2 separate regions of the Gossypium arboreum genome follow, and region 2 is linked to region 1. A link is a contact called in public Hi-C data. All regions are on one chromosome and are shown on one strand. Each heading gives the region's core, a stretch centred on a gene start, on an enhancer-like site or on the middle of the called end of the contact. The rest is flanking DNA. Distances are from core to core; before and after follow the strand shown. Region 1 holds the start of LOC108476362 (squamosa promoter-binding-like protein 2). Region 2 holds the start of LOC108476138.

Region 1 (5,334 bases), core at 1,243-3,742:
TGCCCAAACCCCCTTCCTATTCCTAATTCCAACATTTCCTTCAATAAAATCCCTTTCTTTTGAATTACTCAAAGTAATCCATCTCATTGTTATGATCTTATGTTTAAAATGAAAAATGAAAATGCTTGCAGTCTCCTTATATATAATAATATTAATGGGTAAACTACAAAAATACTCACTTTTGTTTGTTTCAGGTTACATTTTAGTCACTTATGTTTAAAATGTTACATTTTAGTCACTTATGTTATTATTTTGTTACGAAATGATCACTCTTCCGTTAAGTTTCGTTATCTCCCTAACAGTAATCTTACGTAACAGTTCAATTAGATTTTAAGTACCAACATTAGATTTTAAGTGCCAACTTGAATTTCCTAATGGGATGAGAATAGATTTTTTATTAAATAAATTTAATTAATTAAAATTTTAAACCCTAAATCTTAGTTAAAAAACCATTCATCTCCCTCTTTTTTTTAGTTTTCTTTTCAATTGACTAAAAAGTTATTATTGTCAAAAATTTTATTCACGTCATTTAAAACAAAAGAGGATTCAATGGAGGGTCCAAGTATGTCCTCTTCACCGATAAATTTATGTTCTAAAACTCAAAATGAAGTGGTTGTTGACAAATAAGAAGATGGTAATCATTTTTGTTCCTAATCATTGTATTTTTCAATTCTTTACGTTCTTGAATAATTAGTTTCTCAATCCTATTTTTTTATCCGAATCGCTTGTTTGTTCACAATCCTTTGTGGGTATCCTTTTTACGATTTGAAATTCTTTTAGTTGTTAATATTCATATCAAGAATTTTAATTTAGGGTTTTCATTAAACAATAAAAAATCCAATCTTTTGTTTTTCAGTATTGAATAAAAGAGATAGAGGAGTGCAAAGAAGACATACCTGAACCCTCCATTGAATCCATCTTTATGAAGTAGTCAATTTGATTTCAACTATTTTGATCTTAATAATAGTTTTTCCAATCAAATGAAAAAAAAACCACTGAAAAAAGAAGAGATAGAAGAAAAATTAAAAAGATGAGATGAACAGATTTTTTAGTTAAGGTTTAGGTTTAAAAATTTTAATTAATTAAAATTTTTAATTAAAAATCTATTTTCATCCTTAGAAATCTAAGTTGGCATCTAAAATCTAGTTGGACTGCCACGTAGGATTACCGTTAGAGAGATAACGGAACTTAACGGTAGAGTGATCACTTCGTAACAAAATAGTAATATAAGTGACTAAAACGTAACATTTCAAACATAAGTGACTAAAATGTAACCTGAGACAAATAAAAGTGATTATTTTTATAGATTACCCTAATATTAATAATAGCAATATGTTACTATCTCTGTTTCTGCAACTTGATTTGGTAGTTAAGAGGGGACAAAGTGTCAATATCAATAATTGTATATTAGGGTTTAGAAATAAAAATAAAAATAAAAATGTCAAAATTTGTTTCGAATAATTGTTAAAAGGATCCTAAAAGATTAGAATGACAAAAGGGGGGTTTGAGGGATAGGTTGACACCCATATTTGATTGTACGTACGGTGTAAGCTCTAGGTTGACAAATTTGCTCATATAGTAATTTAAAATTTATAAAATATGATAAAGTACCAGAGTTAATAACATATATAAATGACATAATTGTAATAGAAAATCACCATGATATTATATTTTAATACTGAGTTTAAAGTGAGAAAGATCCACCATCTAAACACAATTTGTGGTCCCTTTGATAGGTGAATTATTTTAATGTTTTGATGCTAGTATGATTATCATAATCTCTTAAAATTGGACTTCCTTAATTATAATATGACAGAATATAGAATAATCAAATACCTCAATCTAATAAGGTACCTTTCGAGTTAGTTGATATATTTTAAAACAAAAATAGAAAAAGGTTTCATTAACTTGAAATAATTAATGTTAAGTAGATTTTGCAGCACAAATTCTTAACTCAGGGATTGTAGGGATGATTTATTCTTTTTAATATTTTGAATTCTGATCCCACCTTTCCAATAATCTGCATTGTTTTATTATTAATCAAATTTTTTATGTATTTTAATTTTTATATTTTTTAAATTTTAATTTAAATGGGTGTTAATTTTGTACTATGCTTAAATTCTTGTTTTCTAATTTTTGTATTTTTATTATAAGATCAACATTAAATTTATTTATTAATACGTAGCTTTTTTATAGGTAAAATTTTAATTAACAGTTAAGAGATTAAAAATACAACATCGGATAATATAAAAAATAGACCTAATATTAGTTGGGCTGGCTACTTGTAACTGACAAGAAAAAGGCCACCCTTTCATTACCGTCCAAAAAACTACTACTCTATAGTCCATACTCCATAACCTGCAAAAGTTGCAATGCAATCAGCTTTTGTACTGGCACGTGTCATTATTTTAAATAAATTCTACCTAATTTAATTTCTGCATTAAAAAAAAAGTTACTGCAGCAGTAATAATACAACAAATAAATAAATAATAATAAAAGGAAATAATTTCTTCCAAAAAAGCTAGGCTTTAATTATTTTTTGCCCCACTCAGCACCTCTTTCGTTGTTTGTCCTTCCATTTTCAGTCTGTGAAAGAGACCCTGACTCGGTCTCAGACTCAGACTCGGCTGTGGGCTGTGCTTTGCTGTGCCTTGCTGTGCCTTATCTCCTTTCTTTTTCAAGATCTTTAATCCTTCTGCTCTTTCTTTTTCTATTCTTTCTGCCCAACATTGAAGTACGCATCGGTAAGTATCACAATCTCACCAGAAAGCATTTGCCTTGCCTTTTCTTTCTTTCTTTCTTCTTTTTTTTTTTTTTTTTTATATATGTTTTCACTTTGTTTTTACTAAACGCCGTTAATAAATAGGAAAGATAAAACAGAGATTTCATTTTGGATTAATAAAGAAAGCAATAATGAGGTACTAGAGTTTCTAAAAATGGGGAAACATCTCTTGTTTTTGCGGCTCAATTGAAACGTCATTTTCTTCCTATCTTCTACCTTTATTATGTGAACTTGTTTTAACTTTAGAAAGGAAAAAAAAAAGAAGGTAAAGTGCGTTTTTTTTTTATCGTTATGATTTCTTTTCTTGTTTTCTGGGGAAAATCAATGGAAACGACTGCGTTTGTGTTTGTTGAAAGGGTTCCTTTTTATTAATTTTTACCTTGTATTTCTGGCTGAAAGCTGAGTAGAATTTATTAAAACATTAAAAGGAAAAACGATATGACGAATGATATCTAAGAAGGGGACCAAATACTTTCTATTTTTTTTTTTAGTAAAAATGAATATTTTAGTTTATATGTTTGTTCTGTTTCTGTTTCAATGCAAAACTTCATATATATTGTATGGAGAAAAAAATTATGAGTAGAATTTCTTTTTTGTGTATTTTTTTGGTTGACATATATAGTATTTGTTAATTGATTTTAATGGTTTTCGTGGGGGTTTGAGTAAAAATGGTTGTTGGGATGGCTTTTTATACATCAGTAAATTGTTGAATTTATGGTAGATATTTTTCGGTACAAGAATTTATGGTAGATTAGGGTTTCATTGAATTTTGTTTTGTACAGTAGTTGTGGGTCTGAGTCAGGGACCTACTTTGCAAGATTTCCCAGATAATCGAATGGGAATTATTGAAAGTGTTAGTGTTTTTAGACTAGGTTACTTGATTAAAAAGTGAATCCTTTTATTTATTTAATTTTTGGGTTCCTCTACTTGGACGTTATTACTGCTTCTTAGAATTATTGAAGATAGTGGGGCGTGCAGAGAGAGAGGGAGGGAGCTGCTTTGTTAAAGAGGCTAGACCGGGTAGTTTTTGTTGGATGGGTTGATAGATAAGGTAAATTCTTCTAGAGTTTTGGTGGTGGAATTTACTGCTGATGTTGAAGGTTTATGGAACACTACTATGTTTTTACTTGGGGTTGAAGATCAGCTTACATTCGTACAAGACTCGTATAGAGAGACAGTTTGGAATTATGGTGTCAGTTTGTTTGCGTTAGCAATAATGAATGGATGAGAAAAAAAGCTCTACTATTATTCTAGTTCGAATCTGCAAGGTCCAATATAACATACTTTTTGTCTTTGTTTAAGCTCTCTTTTCTGTTGGATATTGATATCTGCATAAAAAAATGCTCGGCTTGAGAAGTGATTGCTTTGTTTAGTCGAACCTCTCTACTACTCTGGTTGCGATTGTTTTGCTAAGTGGATTTGAAGTGGCATCAACAAACCTTTTTTAGTTTAAACTTGGGGAAGGGGTGGACTAAATATTGTTTCGTTGAAGTGGATAGAAAATTTTCTAACTTGTACCACTCTAGATCTGAGAAACAGAGAGGGTTGGACTTTGATGCTGTTAGATTTAGAGGTAAGTTTTGAACTTGATATGCAGGGATTAATTTTTGTTTATCAGTTGTTTTGCGTGCTACGTGCCTATATGGATTCTTTGAATGGTCTGCTTCATATATAAGGTTACTGAATTTAGGATGATTGAAATTGTTTTCATTTATTTCCTTTATGAATTGAGCAAACCTTGAGGTTATATTTTAGGATCTGTTGACAAGTGGCTTGGCTTTTATATGAAGAAGATTGTTTGAACTGTTCTGTGAGTTCTATCTCTCTCATGGACTGGAGTGCCAAAACCCCGTTGCAATGGGAGTGGGAGAACCTTATGATGTTAAATGCGACACCAACTGAAATTCCAAGGAAGCTAAGATCGGTAGAGTGGGATATTGAGGGCGAGGAAGAGCTGGACTCTGGGTCTCTATATTCTTCTGGTGCTGCTGCTGGAGGTAGTGGTGGTTCTGGATCAGATTTGGGCCTTGTTTCTTTGTCTAAAAGTTCGAAATCGGCATCCATTAATTCTTCATCTGCGGAAGAGGTAAAAGCGACCACATTTACTTTGGAGGCTTTTGAAGCTATACCACATGAAATTAGCAACAAGAAAAAGGTTTCCAAGGTTGAGCACACCGGTAGTTCCCCAATATTTGAGGCTTCAGTTGGCTCTGGTGAGCCATTGCTCAGTTTAAAGCTTGGCAAGCAAACATACTTTGAAGATGTTTGTACAGGAAGCAATTCAAAGACTTCATCTTATTCTGCCACTCCTGCACCATCCCCTTCCCCTGCAAAGAGATCCAAACCCAATTGTCAGACAAAACATATTCTGCGTTGCCAAGTCGAAGGCTGTAACCTTGACCTTTCTTCGGCTAAGGATTACCATCGGAAACACAGAGTTTGTGAAAGTCACTCAAAGAGCCCTAAGGTTATTATAGGTGGTCTGGAGCTCCGGTTCTGCCAGCAGTGTAGCAGGTAAAATATTGTTTTAATGATCTTAGTATTGAAGACTT
Region 2 (5,334 bases), core at 1,108-3,607, 210 kb before region 1:
CGAACTTTTTTTAATAAAAAACCTTTTAACTTCTTTTGCATTTTTAATTTTTTTATAAATCTTTATTTTTTCTTTTTATATTTTAAAAGTTATTTATAATTTTTAACTATTTTTTATAATTTTAAATTATTTATTGATATGGAACATAAAAAATATGCCACATCACTAATGAAAAGTGGACAGTCAAGTTATTCCCAATAAAAGAAAAGAGATAAAATTAAATATGTAAAATTTATGGCTAAATTTACTATTATGCCTTAAATATAAAACATCAAAGTAAGCATTTAATCAAAGAGGCTATTTCATTCATTCATCTAACATAAAGAGACGAGTTTACTTATTTTTTAATAAAATGGTTAAATATAAAATTAGTGCTCGAACTTGTTCACTTCTCCAGCATTAGTACTTATGGTTTTTTTTCCAAATTGGAACTCGAATTTTTTTTCGTCAGCTAAATTGATACCTAAGTCTAACGCCATTAACTTTTTACTTACGTGGCAACACTAGCCAATCGCGCAATGCCACGTGACGTCCTCTTATACCTCTTTTTCTTTTTGTTTTATTTTTTTTATTTTCCCCCTTTTTCTTTCCATTTTCTTTTCTTTTCTTATTTTTCTTTTTCTTCATCATTTCTACTTCCTTTCCTCTATAAAAAACTCATGATTTCACATTCCCTTCTTTCTTTTGTCAAAAACTCTTACCCCAAAAATTTTCACTCATTTTCTCACCATCTAATCATCACAAAAATCACATATCTTAATCCCCTTTCATTTTCCTCCCCATTTTTCAGCCACCATCAACCAAGCCCTACAACTTCCCCTCCCCTGTTCAAACTAACCCATAAAAACTCATGGCTTGAACCAACTGAGCTAAACTACACTTTCACCTATCTTAGATAACCTTGTGATGGGAACCCAATTGGACCGAGGTTGTTTCATGGTGGAGTGTCATTTCATGGGGCGTCATCAAGGGTGTCATTGGTAGCATTGAAATCAGTAGTGAGATTGGTAAGGATGCGAGTTTTGGAACATTTAAAATAGGGAGAGGCGAGTGAGGGATTTAAAAAAAGGTTGTTGGAGTGGTGTTTCTATTGCTCGGAAAAAGAAGGGGGTCTTCTTACATGAGAAACGTAAGGTTGCTCACTGTCAATGTCACTAACCGAACGCTTGGACATCTCTAGCGTTTTGATCCAACCGCCTCAGATGAAACTATCGGTAATGGCCCTTCCACTTCGTCTACTTGTTGTATGTCCACCATGTTTATTTTTCTTTACCTCTTAATTATGTTTTATTTGTAAATATTGTGTGGAAGGAAAAGTAGTGATAATAAAAATGAGAAGAAAGAGGGGTAATGTAAGATACAATTTCATGAAGCAAACAATAATATCAAAATAAATAGTACCTAATTTGTTTAAAAATCATTGTGCAAATCATAGTATCCTTCTTCACCATAAATAGCCACAATAACATACAAACAAATTACAAAATGAATTCTTCGATAAAAACTTTAAATTCTTAGAAACTTATAAAGTAAAATAAAAATCCAATGGAGTTGTCTACATCTACCATTTTTTTTTCTTTCTAGTATTTTCCCATGAAATAAAAAAATCTAACTACCCAAAAATTGAAAAAAATAGAAAAAAATTGAATGCAAAAATCAAAAAAAAAAAGATGAACCCAAGACTTGAAATATAAAAGATAAACCTAGAATCTAGAAGCTAAAAAGAAACCAAAGTTAAAAATATATATATATATATATTTTTTGTTCTTTCTCATAATTTCTCGGGAAACAAACAAAAAAAATCCAACTATCGAAAAACTTTATTAATAGTCAAGTTTCAATTACGAGTTTTTCATTTCGAGTCTATTGGGTAATCTGAATCTTTGTAGCCCGAATTTGAACATGTTTCCTCTATGTCTAGAAACTTTATTTTCTCAGTATCTTCTACCTCGAATAAAGAAGCAGCAGCAACAATAGTAGAATGTAAAGGAGAGGAATTGAAATCAGCCATTGAAAAGCAAACGTGTTAGTGGAAAAAAGAATAGAAAAGGATAGTGGGAAAAAGAAAGATCACGGGGTAAAAAAAAGAAATTGGGGTGGAAGAAAGGTCACTGAGAAAACTAAAGAAAAAAAAAAGAAATAGTTTTAAAAAAAAATTTAGATTATGACATCAATGAATTTAGATTTAGGTACTAATTTAGTTAACGGAACAAAATTTAGGGTACTAATCTAAAAAAATCATAAATACTAATTTGAGAAAAGTGAAAAAATTTGAGTGCAAATTATATATTTAAACCTTAATAAAAAAATTAAAATATACTATATAAACTGCTATTTGGAATAAAATTTTGGAATGGTATGATCATAATCACAATTTTTCAATAAAAATATATAAAAGGAAAGTAAGTGGAGTATCAAAATTTGAATAAGAAAAAAGGGTATAGTGAGATCCATCAAAAGCGCCCAATGAGAGCGAAGCCGGTGACGCTACTTACGCGTGACCGTCAACTATCATTTATTTTCCCGTCTTCAGCACTATATAAAGCGGATGGATAGTTGACATCCTCTATCAAATCCGGACATTTTCGCGAGAAAGTGAGAGATCGAGAGAGAAAATACTTCGCAGGGAATTAGCGAGATCCTGAAATTTTCCTGCGTTTTCTCTCTTCAATCTTCTCCGGCTACCTGATCTATCCGTCATCATGGTAAGTTTTTATTTTCTTTTTCTAAGAAACTGTTAATTTGTATTTTTTTTCTAATAATTGGTTCACTTCACAGTTTTCATATTTATTTTTCCTATTAATTTGATTATTATTTTTCTTGATCTTCTTGTATCTGAGTGGATCCAATATAAACTTCTTGTTCGTCTTCCGTCCTCTCCGAATATAGATTATGGATCTAAATTTTAGCGTGTTTATAAAATTGTTTGTAGATTTCAGCTATTATAGATCTAAATTTAGCAGATATATGCCTCACAATTTGATCTTGTATTTGTTCGAAAATCTTTTGAATAATTTATTCGTCTTTATATTGCTTTTCATTATTGTTTTAATTTAGAACTGTTGACCTGTCGTTTGCAAATAGTCTGAATTGTCTTTTATTTTTTGGTCAACAGTTCGAATTCTATTTTCACAGTTCAAAACTCATTCGAAACGTCGTTTATATTTCTCATAAATCTTGTATAAATGTTAAGATCCATCGCCAAATTAGGCCAGGCCGAGCATGGGATACCCTAACACTTTTATTCCCTAAAAGAAAAAAAAAATTGCTTTGTTTCTATTTATCCAATTTTAAAATTTACACTTTATCCCCTTACTTTTTCTGCTTTGGGCAGACAACATCAAGGCGTCTTGCAGAAAGAAAGGTGGAGAAGTTCCAAAAGAACATAACAAAGAGAGGAGCTGTGCCTGAGACAACCACAAAGAAGGGGAAGGATTATCCTGTCGGTCCTCTGCTTCTTGGGTTCTTCATATTCGTCGTCATTGGATCATGTAAGGATTCTTTGCCATCATATTTCCTTATTCAATGTGTATGGATAATTTGTCTGGTTTCTTCGTTTGGAAAGTGTGATATGTTTAGCTTTTCTTGGTGTTGAGTTTATTTCATTGTAATCTTCAAGGATGTTTGCTTAAATTAAAATATCTATATTTACAATTTAGAATCAAGATTTTCTGCATGTCCTGTCTGTCATGATTTACTGATCAACTTCATTTACATTCACCTTAACAGCTCTCTTCCAGATTATCAGGACAGCGACCAGCGGAGGTATGGCATAAGTCTGCACTTCTGATGTTAAGGAATTGCGAGGAGACTGGTCATGCATTGGGCTTTGCTTTTCTGTTAGTTTTGTAGGGAAAAACTGATGCTATATTTACTAGAGATATATGCTTACGATGTGAAATGTTTGGAATTTGAATAAGACCTCCCCTTTAGTTGTCTGTTCATTGTGCTTTGTCTGCTACTTTTTTCATTTATGCAATGAGATGGACTAAATACCGATATATTAGTGGTTGAACTGAGTTATCCGAGTAACTCGATATTTGAATGGTTATACCAACAGCTTCAGCAGATGATGCGTAAAGATTTTTATTTTTCGAGCTTTCTCACGTGCAAGCCCGCTAGATTTAGCTTCTATATGAACCTCATTCATCAAATTTAGCACTGAGTAGAGAATTTCCTGTTTAGGGTAATGAATCTTTTAAAAGAGGAGGCAACGCTCAATTTATGTGTAACTATGATCTCGATGCAACAAGACGGCAGTAGTTTCACACGCCTCATTAAGAACCAAGCGTGTTATTCACCCATAAGTCCAAACAAAAAGAAGAAAATAAAGGAAAAGCCCATTCCAATTTCCATGCAACCAAAAAGAAAATACGGCCTTAGGTGGGACTTGTTAGCAGCAACCGAACATAGTCGGGAAACATTAAAATAGGAAATAGTTTCCTTGAAACATAAAGGGTTGGAAATCAAGCAGTAGCAGTCAAGCAAGGGTTAAAAGCAATGCAACATGCTACCCGCTGTTGCTTTCTACCCCGTGGTACAACAGATCCAGGAACCTTAAGCCACTCCCTGCTCATCACATTGTATGTAACTAATCGGTTCATTTGTCTCGATCTCAGTTGCAACATGAGCAAACCTTTGTTGCCCGAGCAAGTCATTCGAACGTGCTTCCCGTAAAACTCTAAGCACCATACGTTTGGCATTCTGTCAACCTCCTTCCACAAGAGCGTCATCTTCTGCAGCTCCCATATACAGACACAAGTGGCAGCATTTTTGGTCAGCAATCCAACGAGCATGATCCTGCCCTTCCACTCTGCAAGCGAGTGGTCACTCAGATGTAATGGGGCTGGAATAATAAATTGTTTGCATACCCCGGTATCCATGTTGTAGGACACAATCCCTTCAGGGTCCGACCGCATGAAGCAAAGTGTGTTATCAACAGAAACAGCTTGAGACAGAAAGTTAAGTGATAGTGGCACCTTAATGTTTGAGGGCATGCGTCCTGGCCGACTCCATGAATTCTTCACTGAGTCATAAACTTCATACTCTCCGTCACGTCCCACCCACATGACCTTGTAGCCTCCAGTGGTTGAGTTTCCATTCAGAGTCATTCCTACAGTAATTCGCGACCACACTTTAACTGACCCAGTTGGCAACTCTTTAAATGACCGAGTCAAAGGGTTGCAGACATAGATTTTCCTATGACCAATATCAAGAAAGCAAACTAGACCACCTGCAGATGCAACTGGCAAAGCAATCATTTTTGTTGGCCTATATGCAGGATGGTGCCATTTCCTCATGGAAGGGTCATAATACATGGTTCCGGAGTTCACA

What was found. Hi-C and Micro-C count contacts between places; a contact is called where the count stands out from the background.
Region 2: a contact with region 1 is called in a Hi-C map of leaf, with 2.8 times the contacts expected there. The contact joins the promoter of LOC108476138 here to the promoter of LOC108476362 in region 1. A contact is called at or near these places in 3 of 5 Hi-C or Micro-C datasets (all in leaf).

The regions. Positions count from the first base shown.
Region 1 is chr3:23,142,535-23,147,868 of ASM2569848v2, reverse strand. It overlaps LOC108476362 (squamosa promoter-binding-like protein 2), which reads left to right and starts at 2,492. Exons shown (of 5, transcript XM_053025595.1): 1 at 2,492-3,047; 2 at 4,538-5,296. The coding sequence starts at 4,611. It overlaps LOC108475232 (4-coumarate--CoA ligase-like 1), which reads left to right. Exons shown (of 6, transcript XM_017777212.1): 6 at 1-26. The coding sequence ends at 26.
Region 2 is chr3:23,352,236-23,357,569 of ASM2569848v2, reverse strand. It overlaps LOC108476138, which reads left to right and starts at 2,357. Exons shown (of 3, transcript XM_017778247.2): 1 at 2,357-2,705; 2 at 3,335-3,491; 3 at 3,730-4,015. The coding sequence starts at 2,703. The coding sequence ends at 3,776. It overlaps LOC108476137 (F-box only protein 6-like), which reads right to left. Exons shown (of 2, transcript XM_017778246.2): 2 at 4,391-5,334. The coding sequence ends at 4,467.